Regions from separate parts of the Rattus norvegicus genome. Here region 1 is linked to region 2. Evidence: chromatin contacts called from public Hi-C data. All regions are on one chromosome and are shown on one strand. Each heading gives the region's core, a stretch centred on a gene start, on an enhancer-like site or on the middle of the called end of the contact. The rest is flanking DNA. Distances are from core to core; before and after follow the strand shown.

Evidence for each region. Hi-C and Micro-C count contacts between places; a contact is called where the count stands out from the background.
Region 1: a Hi-C map of psoas muscle shows a contact between it and region 2, with 1.9 times the contacts expected there. The contact joins the enhancer-like site here to the promoter of Cux1 in region 2. A contact is called at or near these places in 3 of 12 Hi-C or Micro-C datasets (the A7r5 cell line, frontal cortex and psoas muscle) and 1 of 1 datasets of contacts at active chromatin or transcription factors (oligodendrocytes).

Annotation. Positions count from the first base shown.
Region 1 is chr12:26,007,836-26,012,698 of GRCr8, reverse strand. The region is part of intron 19 of Cux1 (cut-like homeobox 1); the gene reads right to left. Among named protein-coding and RNA genes, the nearest start is that of Sh2b2, 55 kb to the left of the region's middle. Within about 2 kb of position 1,423, at least 1 of the 93 cell types and tissues checked has an H3K27ac peak or open chromatin away from gene starts, as enhancers often do.
Region 2 is chr12:25,742,285-25,747,706 of GRCr8, reverse strand. It overlaps Cux1 (cut-like homeobox 1), which reads right to left and starts at 3,736. Exons shown (of 23, transcript NM_053860.1): 1 at 3,606-3,736. The coding sequence starts at 3,668.

The DNA.
Region 1 (4,863 bases), core at 174-2,673, 270 kb before region 2:
CTGCCCAAGCAGCCTGTCCCCACTCAGTAAGAAAGCCACTCAGGCAGTGTGCAGAGGATGGGGCTGGGCTGAGCTAGGAGACTGTTCCATGGTCAAGCGAAGCCAGTGGCACACATGGGTGTGACTTGCTACTTCCTGTCTTTTAATGACCATTCAGGTGGGTGAACTACTTTGGCTCTATGAGGAACCAGGTGACGTTTCCCTTATAGACATCTTTGTTTGAAAAGCTATTAAGGTACATAATTTTACACATCCTCCTAATCTTGCCATACTGCTTTCCTTAATTTGTGATGAGATTGTTGGGAAAGAGTACTTAATGTAGGACAGTCAGTAAAAGTAATTTATCATTTCCCCGCTTCAGTGCGCCTGTTATCAGCGGGCTCATTTTCTGCATTCATCATGCAATCAGCCTATTATTTGCATATTAATCAGGCAGTGGACCATGAAGGAACTGCATCCCTGCCAAATGCTGCACTATCTCAGGAGAAACACTCAGGAATTATCATACATCAGTGTTATGATGTGGTAATTGATTATAACATCTTCCTGCAACCCCTGGGGAGTCCCTCTACTAACCCAGCTCCGGGCATGCTGGGTGGACCTTTTTCTTTTCTTGCAAAACCCTGAATGGCTGTTGCTGTTCGTCTCTAGTGTTATTTCTAGGGAATAATCGATGATGGTTGTTATTTTAAAATTTATTACTTTTATTTACTTTGTGTGTGTATGTGTGTGCCCATTTCCAAGTGCACATGTGGAGGTCAGAGGTCACTTGCAGGAGTCACTTCTCTCCTTCCAGTATGTGGGTCACAGGGATCGAACTCAGGTCTCCAGGCTTGGTGGCAAACCCCTTTACCCACTGAGGCAGCTTACTATTTTTTTCCCCGAGTTTATGAAATGTTGTCGCTCATGTGAGATCACACGGATCTTCCCTCAGGAATGAGCAAGTTAAGCTAGGGCTCTAGTTTAGTATTTGGACTGACTGCAAATCCTCAGGACATCCTATCAGTAATCTGAGCAGTGCATGGGAAACAGAGGCAGGAGGGCCAGCAGGTGAAGACCATCCTCAGCTAAGCAGAGTTGGAGGCCAGCTTGGGACATGTGAGACTCTGTCTCTAAACAAATGAACAAACAAACAAACACAGTGAGATGGCCTGACTAAGGGACACCCTGGGAACCTCAGAGTCTTTGCTGCCCAGTCTTCTAGATTTCAAGTCGGTTACCCTGAACACCACAGGAGCTTCTTATTCAATAAAATGTGCTACCGTTCCCGTCTCTCCTAATGGTGAAGCTGGAATGAAGGCGGTCTGCCTGCTTTGTTTAGGTGCCGAGTGACAGGCTAATTTTGGTCCTTATGTAAAGGATGAACCCCACATCTGCCAGTTCAGACATGGGCTATATTTAGGATCCCCGTTCCTCAGGGACGAACAAACAATCCAAGAGATGAAGCCAGTGATGGATACCTCTGGGTCGCCTCCTGACCTGACCTGTTCTGGAGAGGGCCAGTGGGCATTTCCCTCCTCACGCATGAGGGAGTCTGAGCATCCTCTGTGGGCTCGTCACATGGGGTTGGGGTCTGACTTGGATGAAGACACAGAGCCTAAGAACAGGGCTGTTCTCAGCAAGAGGATTTGGACTGGATGGGGTTTCAGAGAAGTATAACCCTTTACCACCTAGCCTCGGCACATCTAAACACTGCAGACTTTCTAAGCTTGAGCCCCATGTTGTCTGTCATTGACACCATAGTCCCCTCTCCTTTCTAGTCTTGGGCACAATCACACATAGGAGGCCTTCTCTGTCATTTATGTTTTTCTATCAGTTGCTTCCTTTGCTATGGGTCTCATTTTTATGTTAACTTTGTGTAATTTGATCCAAATTTTGGTGTGCATGTGTGTGCGCGTGCGTACATAGGTACATATGGAAGGTAGAAATTAACCTCTGATGTTATTTCTTTGGAGCCACCTATCTTGTTTGTTGAGACAGAGTCTCTCATTAATCTAGAGTCTATCAAGTAGGCTTACTGGCCCGGTGACCATTAGGTCTTCATGCTTATAAGATAAGCATTTTACTGACTGGATGTTTTGAAGCTTCCCTTGATTCCCTATGCAGTTACAGTGGTCAACCTTTCCTTTGTCCAGGATACTAGATCCTCTGGCCCATGGAGCTGGCTCCTATAGGCACCTACCTCAGTAGCAGCAAGGCCACTGGAATCAGGATCTTGTAAAGTTCTGCCACTTGGAGGGTGGTGAGTAAATTCCTTTTCTCCTAATCTGAAATCTTCTTAAGCAGAAATCCCACAAGGGGAGGTTCTGCTTACTAAGGACATCAGAATAGTATGTGACCTCCCGAAGACACAATGTGTGAGCCTCGTTTTAGTCCCACTTTCCTTCTTAAACAACCTGAGAGTTTTCTGCATTCAGGTTCTTATTTTATCCCTAGATTGGAACATTAGAGACCCAAGTCCTCACATGCTCTCATGACCTACTTCTCGCTCTTGTACCAAAGGCCCAGTATACTGGAAATTCTGTTTTCCAAAGTAGGTGTGCAAAAGAGGGAGGAGAGAGAGGTGGCTGAGGCCGTGCCTGGGTCCAATGGGAATCTGTAAAAGCGAGGCCAGGTAGTGCCAATCGTGAGAAGCAAAAGTGCCTGGCTGGCTGGGTCACTGTTTCCCTTTGATGGAAAGACTGTTTCTAGACTCCTTTCCCAACACTGAATGCTGACCTCTGACTATTCTTTTGAAGCTCAAGAGGCTGCAATGGTGACCAAAGAAAAGCATTCGTTCATTTATTTACTTGTGCTGGGGTGGAATCTATGGACTCTGGTATGCTTCTGCTGAGCTGCACTCCTCACCTAGAAAGCCAACATCTAAACGTTACTTGTTTCTGTGTCCCAGAAGCATTATATCTAACTAAAACCGTTTCCTCACAGTCTAGGAGGTAGGTCTGAAGGAGGACAGGAAGGCTGAGTTGTTGCCCATACCCACAGTAAGGGGCAGAGGCAGGATGAGTGGTTGCTCTCCATTAGCTCAAGGGAAGCCACTGTTTAGAAACCAATCTGATTCTCTTTTAAGAGCTCTGGGCATGACTCAGTGGTAGAGCACCAGGCTAGAATCCCCCAGTGAGGGGCAGAGGTATGACAGCCCCTAATGCAACACATTAAAAAAGGAAGCAATGAGGAAGTTAGTCATATGCGCTGCTTGAACGTTAAAGGGGCAGCATCAACAGTGTCCCGTAGGAAGAGAACAGCATGCTTTTGTCGTCTTCCTTCCCCCTGTGGGCTAAGAAGGCTTCTGAACTAGCTGTTTCTCATGTATTCAGGTATGTTCCCTGTCTGAAGCATTTTGTTGCCAGGTCTTTTCATGGCCCAGTTGCAGCTCCAGGGACGTTCTGGCAAACCTTGGCCCACACATGCCACACAACAGCTCAAACTCAGAAATTCCCTCTTTGACCTCAGAGTGGAGAATTCCTATAATATGTTACATTTACTAAATAAAAATGACCCAAGGCAGACTGCCAACCAGAAGGAGAGACCTGAATGGGCCACCAAGTTGAAGGTCCATAGGTGACAATCCAGGCTGTGAGCCAGTGGCCATGTGTGGAATCTTTTCAGTTCACTCATGGATTCCCAGGTCTTTTTCTTTGTGTGTCAGTATGTTACATGTATACCCATGTCTATGGGGTTGCACATTTATTTGCAGAGCCAGAGAACAACCATGGGTATTGCTTCTTGCCTTTTTTGTTTGTTTGTTTGTTTGTTTTAAACAGAATCTTTTATTGACTTAGAAATCAGGGACCCTGTTGTCTCTGCCTCCCCAGCACTGGGATTTACAAGCATATACCACCACACCTGGCTTTTTACATGGATTCTGGGGTTTGTACTAGGGTCCTCATGTTTGTATGGAATGCTCTTTACTGACTCCAAGGCCCCCGAGTTTTCCTTTTCCCTGTGATCTGCTAAATGAGGCTATGTGTAATGTATTATGTTGATTATACACAAACCTCGATTACATGAATGCAGCCAGATTCCTTCTGTCTGGACAGAACTAGTTGCTCTCATGACATTCTTGGAGCAAAGAGAAGGGAAAATGTAACTTGAGTCTATCTAGCGAACCCACAAGGTCCTGCCCATGAAATTAGTCCCATGAAATTTTCTGAGGCTGCCACCAACCCTCTGTCACCTCTTCTGTGTCAGTCAGATGCCAAGAACTGACTGCTTAGTCAAGAACAGACTGTATCAGAATCCTACTGTTGGGTCTGAGACGAGAAACTCCTGCGACAGGGTTTCCCAGCAGCTCAAACAAGTGCTACGATGCACGCCATAAAGGCATATGGGTGACCATGCTGTGAGAAACAGCCATGGGCCTCACCTGCATAGCTGTGTGTCACAGTAGGGTGGGGTGAGCAGGATACCCAGGCTAGAGCCAGCCTGAAGCAGCTGTCCCCTCCAAGGGACAGCTGACACTCTGCTGATGGACAGTGGCGCCATGGAGCTGCATGATTCTTCATGGGTGGGCAGGATCTGGAAGCCACTCTTCCTGACCACCCGGTTCCCTGGGAAAAAGCTGAGTGCTCTGTGCTTAATCTATGGAAAATGGGCTGTCATTTCACTGGTACACTGACAAGATCTGCCAGAAGCCAGCATGGAAGGACAGGCAGAACACCTTGTTAGTTTCAGTCATGAAAGGCTCCTGTAGTAACAAGTTCCCAAGCTGAGGGCACAGGCAGCTCTTGTAGGAGCCCTCCAGGATGCCATAATTTCCGTGATGAATGTCATCATGAGAGGGTCCCTTCCGTCCCTTCAGAGCTACCTCTCATCTCTCTCCTCTAGTGGCTGAAAGATGAACCAGCCCAAGCAGCTGTGTAGAAG
Region 2 (5,422 bases), core at 2,487-4,986:
ATATTTTTGAAGTTCACGTTTTCAGAGGATTCTCACTAAAGAACAGGTCACACTACACTGAAAGGACCCCAAAGGGATACAGCCACAGGCAGGCCCCATCCCCAACAGTCAGAGCTCCACTAATCAGAAAACAAGTTCCAAGAGTTAAATATATACCTCTTTTCAAACATGTATTTAGAGATAAATTTATACAATGGTGTTTCTCTTTTAAAAAAAAAAAAAGTTGGTTTTTACAAGTCTTGGGCAGGATCAAAACTTGTTCAACTCGTCTTAGCAACACTAGGGCACTCTTAACTTTTTGCAAGACAAGTCTTGGTTGGGGATGAGAAAGGAAACAGGCCTGTTCTCAGAATCTCTCTTCAAGAGCAGACATCCACTCCATGTTCCCAGGTTGTCTTAAGACCCAAGAAACAGGGGAATAAGAACATGGCCCTCCAGGAGCGTAGGGTCCTACTGCTCCTTACCAAGACGTAAGCCACTCCAGATGAGATTCATCCAAGACTAAGCTCTCAGTTTAACCTAAAGAATACTCACCCAAAATTCTCCAGCTCCCCACTGGTGAGAACAGAGGAACCTCAACCAGATACCAACTCAAAATCCCTGGACCCATTTCCAGATAAAGGAGCAGCCCAGACTCATACGTGACCTTAGGCACTCCAAATTCAAGTAACTTTCAAACTTGCCATCCAAGGAAGCAGTTGAAACACCTAAGGTCCAACCATTCTCTACCAAAAGGAAATAGGCTCTGTAACAAGAACAGAGCTTAAACAAAATGTTTTGTTTGTTGTTACTTTAAGGTCAACATAAAGTTCATTCATGTCAACCATAAGGAAAACTTTCGATGAAGCCATTTGCTTAAATGTCCTCAAGATCTCCAGCAACGCTAATCCATTGTGGGTGAGGGGACGACACTAACAATTCATAAAATCTAATAACTCTCAAAATCATTTTTCTGGGCTTCCTTGGAAATGCTTAATAAAAGAACTTTACTGATATTAAACTAGGATGTCACATGGGGGGGGGGTGAAAATTAAGACTTGTTTCTTAAAATTCCACAACGGGTTTTACAGTAAGCACAGGAATTAAATTATGGTAAAAGGGAGCTATTTTTACTAAAATAGGGTAGACCAATTAATCAAAAAATGCCATCCGGCTGTGTTCATTACATTCAGGAATCTAATTTACACAATAGACTATGGAGTAATCCATTTTAGTCAATAAATACTCAAACTTCTTTAAGCTTTAATCTTATCAGAAATACATATTTCACATAGTCTTCCTAGTCAAGAGAGAAACGGGAGGAAATTTCATAACGAGTATGAGTCTGCCTTATCGTCCTCACGTAGGCAAGGGCAGAAAAAGCAAGCACAGTTAAAGTTGTTTCACTCCACTTATAGATGTTTTAATCCAATCGGCTTCGTTTCCTACAGGCCTACAGGTGGAGTTCGTTTGTTTCAGACTCCTAAGGGTGCTGTGGGTTAATAAGTATCACCAGTCCTCTGGGTTAGAAAAGTTCACTCAAGTTCACGTTCAAGCACACTTTAAAGTTGGGAGCAAAGGCGGTTTCCCTAGAGATGTTATGGAACATATCTCTCTCTCTCTCTCTCTCTCTCTCTCTCTCTCTCTCTCTCTCTCTCTCTCTCTCTCTCTCTCTCTCACACACACACACACACACACACACACACACACACACACACATACACACACACACTCCCCACAGTGCAAGGCTGCCTCTATGGACCACAAGACTGTCCCCTATCTCTGATGTCCCCAATGATCAAAGCTCTGAGGGCTCATTTGCCGCTCACCTTCAACTTGGCTCCGGCTACGCACAACATCCACCTGGCAGAATCCCGGGGCTGTCCAGGCGCCGTGAACGCGGGGCTAGCACTAGCAGGGAGGACCCCGAGGGCGAGCAGCTGGTTCCGATGAGGAGTGGCAGGCGGAATAGCATCCTCTGGACACGCAGGCAGCTCCGCCGCGGATTGGGAAGCCCCAATACCATCCCCTCGAGGCGATGGGGAACCACAATCAGTCTCCTTACAGTCCAGCGGGGCCCCCGGGGCTTTGCTTTCAAGAACCGGGTTGGAGAAGGCAGCTTGGAGCGGACCTGAGGCGCGCTCCATAGTTCCCGGGGCCCTTTTGCAAAGAGGACAGAACACACCCCTTCGCGAAAGAGAGTGAGGGGCTGGAGTGATGAAAGCGACCGATCCCCGAGGGGGGAGCCCTGGAAGTCCCTGAGACGCGCAGCTAAGTCTGTCTGCACCGATCGGTGACCCGGGAGGAAAAGCGCCCCGAGACCGGGTCACGCAGCGGCCTGCGCTCGGTGGAAAGTTGCAGCCTTCCTCCTGCACCTTCTCCCTTCTCCGGGGCCGATCCCACACTCTGCGCGACCCACTGGTGTCCCCCCGCAAGCCAAGTTTTCCCCTTCCAAAGCTTCCCCCACAACCCCTTCCCGGGGAAGTCCCCGGGCGCAAAAAAGGGGGACAGATCCAGCTCCGCAGTCACTTTCACGCAGCAGACACACAAAAGAGCGCGGGGCTTGCGGGTTGGCCCCGGGACGTAAACAAACGGGGTGGGGGAGGGACCCGCCACACCGGGTAGCCGTTCCCCTGGTCCGGTCGACACCGGTTGACAATCCCTCACGGGAGTAGTAGAAAAAAGATTGGTGGCCGCTGGGCCCAGAGACCGATCGAGGAGCAGTCAGGAGCTCCAACCCACCCGCCGTCTCCACGACAAGGGCCACCCGCCAGCCTGGCCGTCGCCGCCGCCGCCGCCAGCCGCCGGTGGCCGATCTGACCCTCCCCCGGAGCCGGCGGCACCACAGCGCCACCAGCTCCAGCTCCGCCGCGCCGGCGGGGCAGTGGCGGCGGCGGCGGCGGCGGTCCGCGACTCTCTCCTCCAGGAGACAGAGGAAAGAGAGAGAGCGAGAGACAGGCGCTTCACCCCCCACCAGCAACTCCCCACAAACTTTCCCCGGGAATACGCCGGGGCTGAGCTGGGGGGGAAGGAAGGACGTGACTGGCGCGAGGGCGACTAGCGTCCCGAAGCTCCCCTTCTTTGCAACCCCGCCACCCCTCCAGAGCCACCCCGTGGCTCGTCCCCCTCTTTAGCGCGCGCGAGTTCCCACTGAGCCCCCATGGGGGGGGGGGGGACCGCCGCTCCCCCTTCCTCTCCACCGGGGTCCCGCGACAACGACAGCGCGCGGGGTCGGCGACGGCGGCGGAGAGGACGATGAGGATGATGATGGCGATGATGGTGGGGAGGAAGACACCCTCCGGGGTTGAAGGGGGCAGACACCGGGGGGCAAAGATGTTGGTGGCGGCTGGCGGCTCCGGCGCCATCTTGGGCTGATCGATGAATTGAACAAAGAGGATCAATTTCTGATCAAGCCGAGTGATCAATGAGAGCCGGGGAGCCCGAGGGACTCGTCGCCGACTCGGCCCCGCTCTTCTGCCGGCACCCCCCTCCTGCTTTCCCCCGTCGCCTCAGCACCCCCGCCAGGGCCCTGGCAGCCCGGAGTGTCACCCTCCTTCCTGAGGGAGGCCGCGACCGCCCGCAGCCCTCACCCCCCGGGCGCGAGGCCGAGCGCCGAGAAGCCTGACCTGCAGCTGCTGTAAATCAAAGCGCTTCCAATATTGAAACATCGATCCCACATTGGCCGCCATCTTGAGACATATTGAGACGGAGTGAGAGGCTGATAGAGAGGGGGCTGGAGTTCAGGAGCCGCCAGGAGGCAGCAGGCGGGCGGGCGCCAAAACCCGGCCTGGAGCCGGCCGCCGCCTCAGCCACCGCGGACGCGGACTCCTTCCTCACGGCGCCGCCGCCGCCGCCACCGCCTCAGCCATGGAGTCCAGAGCCTGAGGGAAACGCAGCGGCGGCGGCGGCGGCCTTGACGCGCGCGCGCCGCGCTCTCTCTCCACAGCCCGAGCGCGGGCATCCGGGGCCCTCGCGACCCCTCACCCTTTTTCCCGCGCGCCCCGCCACAAGCCCCCTCCCAGGCCGCGCTGCGACCCTACGGCGGCCCGGCCTCGAGGGGGCGCTGCAGGGTCTCCTCAGGACCCTGCAGCTCACCTAAAGGGTGCCCTCCCAACCCCCCCCGGAAAGGTCGCGGTCGCTGTTGGTCAACGCTTTGGGAGAAAGTCCCCCTCGCTTGGCGTGGGGACGGTGGACTGCGCTGCGACAGCAGGGTGCGGGCGCTGCGCTCTTTTGCACCGTGCGCGCGGAGCGAGCAGAGCCCACCTGCAAAGCCAGCGGCCCAGACCCCAGCCGCCATCCCGTGCGCCGGGGCTGCGGATGACCTCACTCCGCTCCCCTGTGCGCTCCAGCTGGGGGACCTCCAGACCACAGCGGTCGCGACCAGTGTTTCATATTCAAGGAAGTACAATTGTGTCGTGGTGAAAGGGAGGGTGGGGGGTGACCACCAAGCCTTGGAGCCTGCGGCTGCTGCCGCCACAGCTTCCATTCACGTCCTACACACACTCGGTTGCAATCCCCTACTTGCACCGGGACACATCAGCTAGTGGCGGCGGCCTTCCCACCCTTCAGAGCCGCTCCAGCGTCTGCCAGGACTGGGGCAAGTCTTGGAACACAGCTCTGTCCCCAACCATGCTTGTGCGACACAACTCAAGAAACTTCCTCTGGGGTTCACACAGCTCCGCGCCTCAGTCTTTGCAGGCAGAAAGTTTGAGAGCGTGCAGTGCACTCGAAACCGAGCGCTCGTTCCCAAGTTTTGCAAAAACGCTCACATTTAAGCCAGGAGTGGGGAAGGAAGTTCTCTTTACATTTCCTTCTAGCCCCAAAGCACACGTTTTAGGATCTTCATCTTTAATGGATTTATTCACACCAGAGAGTTTGCGTTTACAGTAGGAACACAGTGTTTTCACTTTGCTGCACTTCGGTGAACGTGTAATTAGTTAAGACAAATCCCTAAATTCCTTAATCTTGAAAATTATATGTAAATAACGTCTGTATGGCATACCAAACATGACAGTAGAAAATAATTGCTCTCTGAGCCAAGTTTGAGGGTTTAGCGCTATTTGGTTGCGGTGAGATCGATATTTTTGGAGAATGAGGTTGGAAGGGAAAGTCCCACCGAGATTTAAAGAATACAAGTGTTCCCGGGTCTTGCAACTGCACCCAGAAGCCTCTGTGTCTATGCAGCGGTCCGGACCGAGTTGCAACCCCAAGTCGCAGCCTTTGAAGGGCAGGAGCCACCCGAAGCAGGTGCGTGGGAGCGCGCGGGCGTCAGGAGGCGCAGAGCCAGCCTGTAGTCTGGATGCTTTGACGCGGCGCCAGGCGGGACACTGCGGACCTCGGGTGGCCGCAAGCTGCCTGAGTGTCAGGCGCCGGAGCCGGAACGCGCGGACGGCCGCGCTGCAGCTCCGTTAGCACCGCCCGGTAGAGGGCAGCGGCTCCCTTA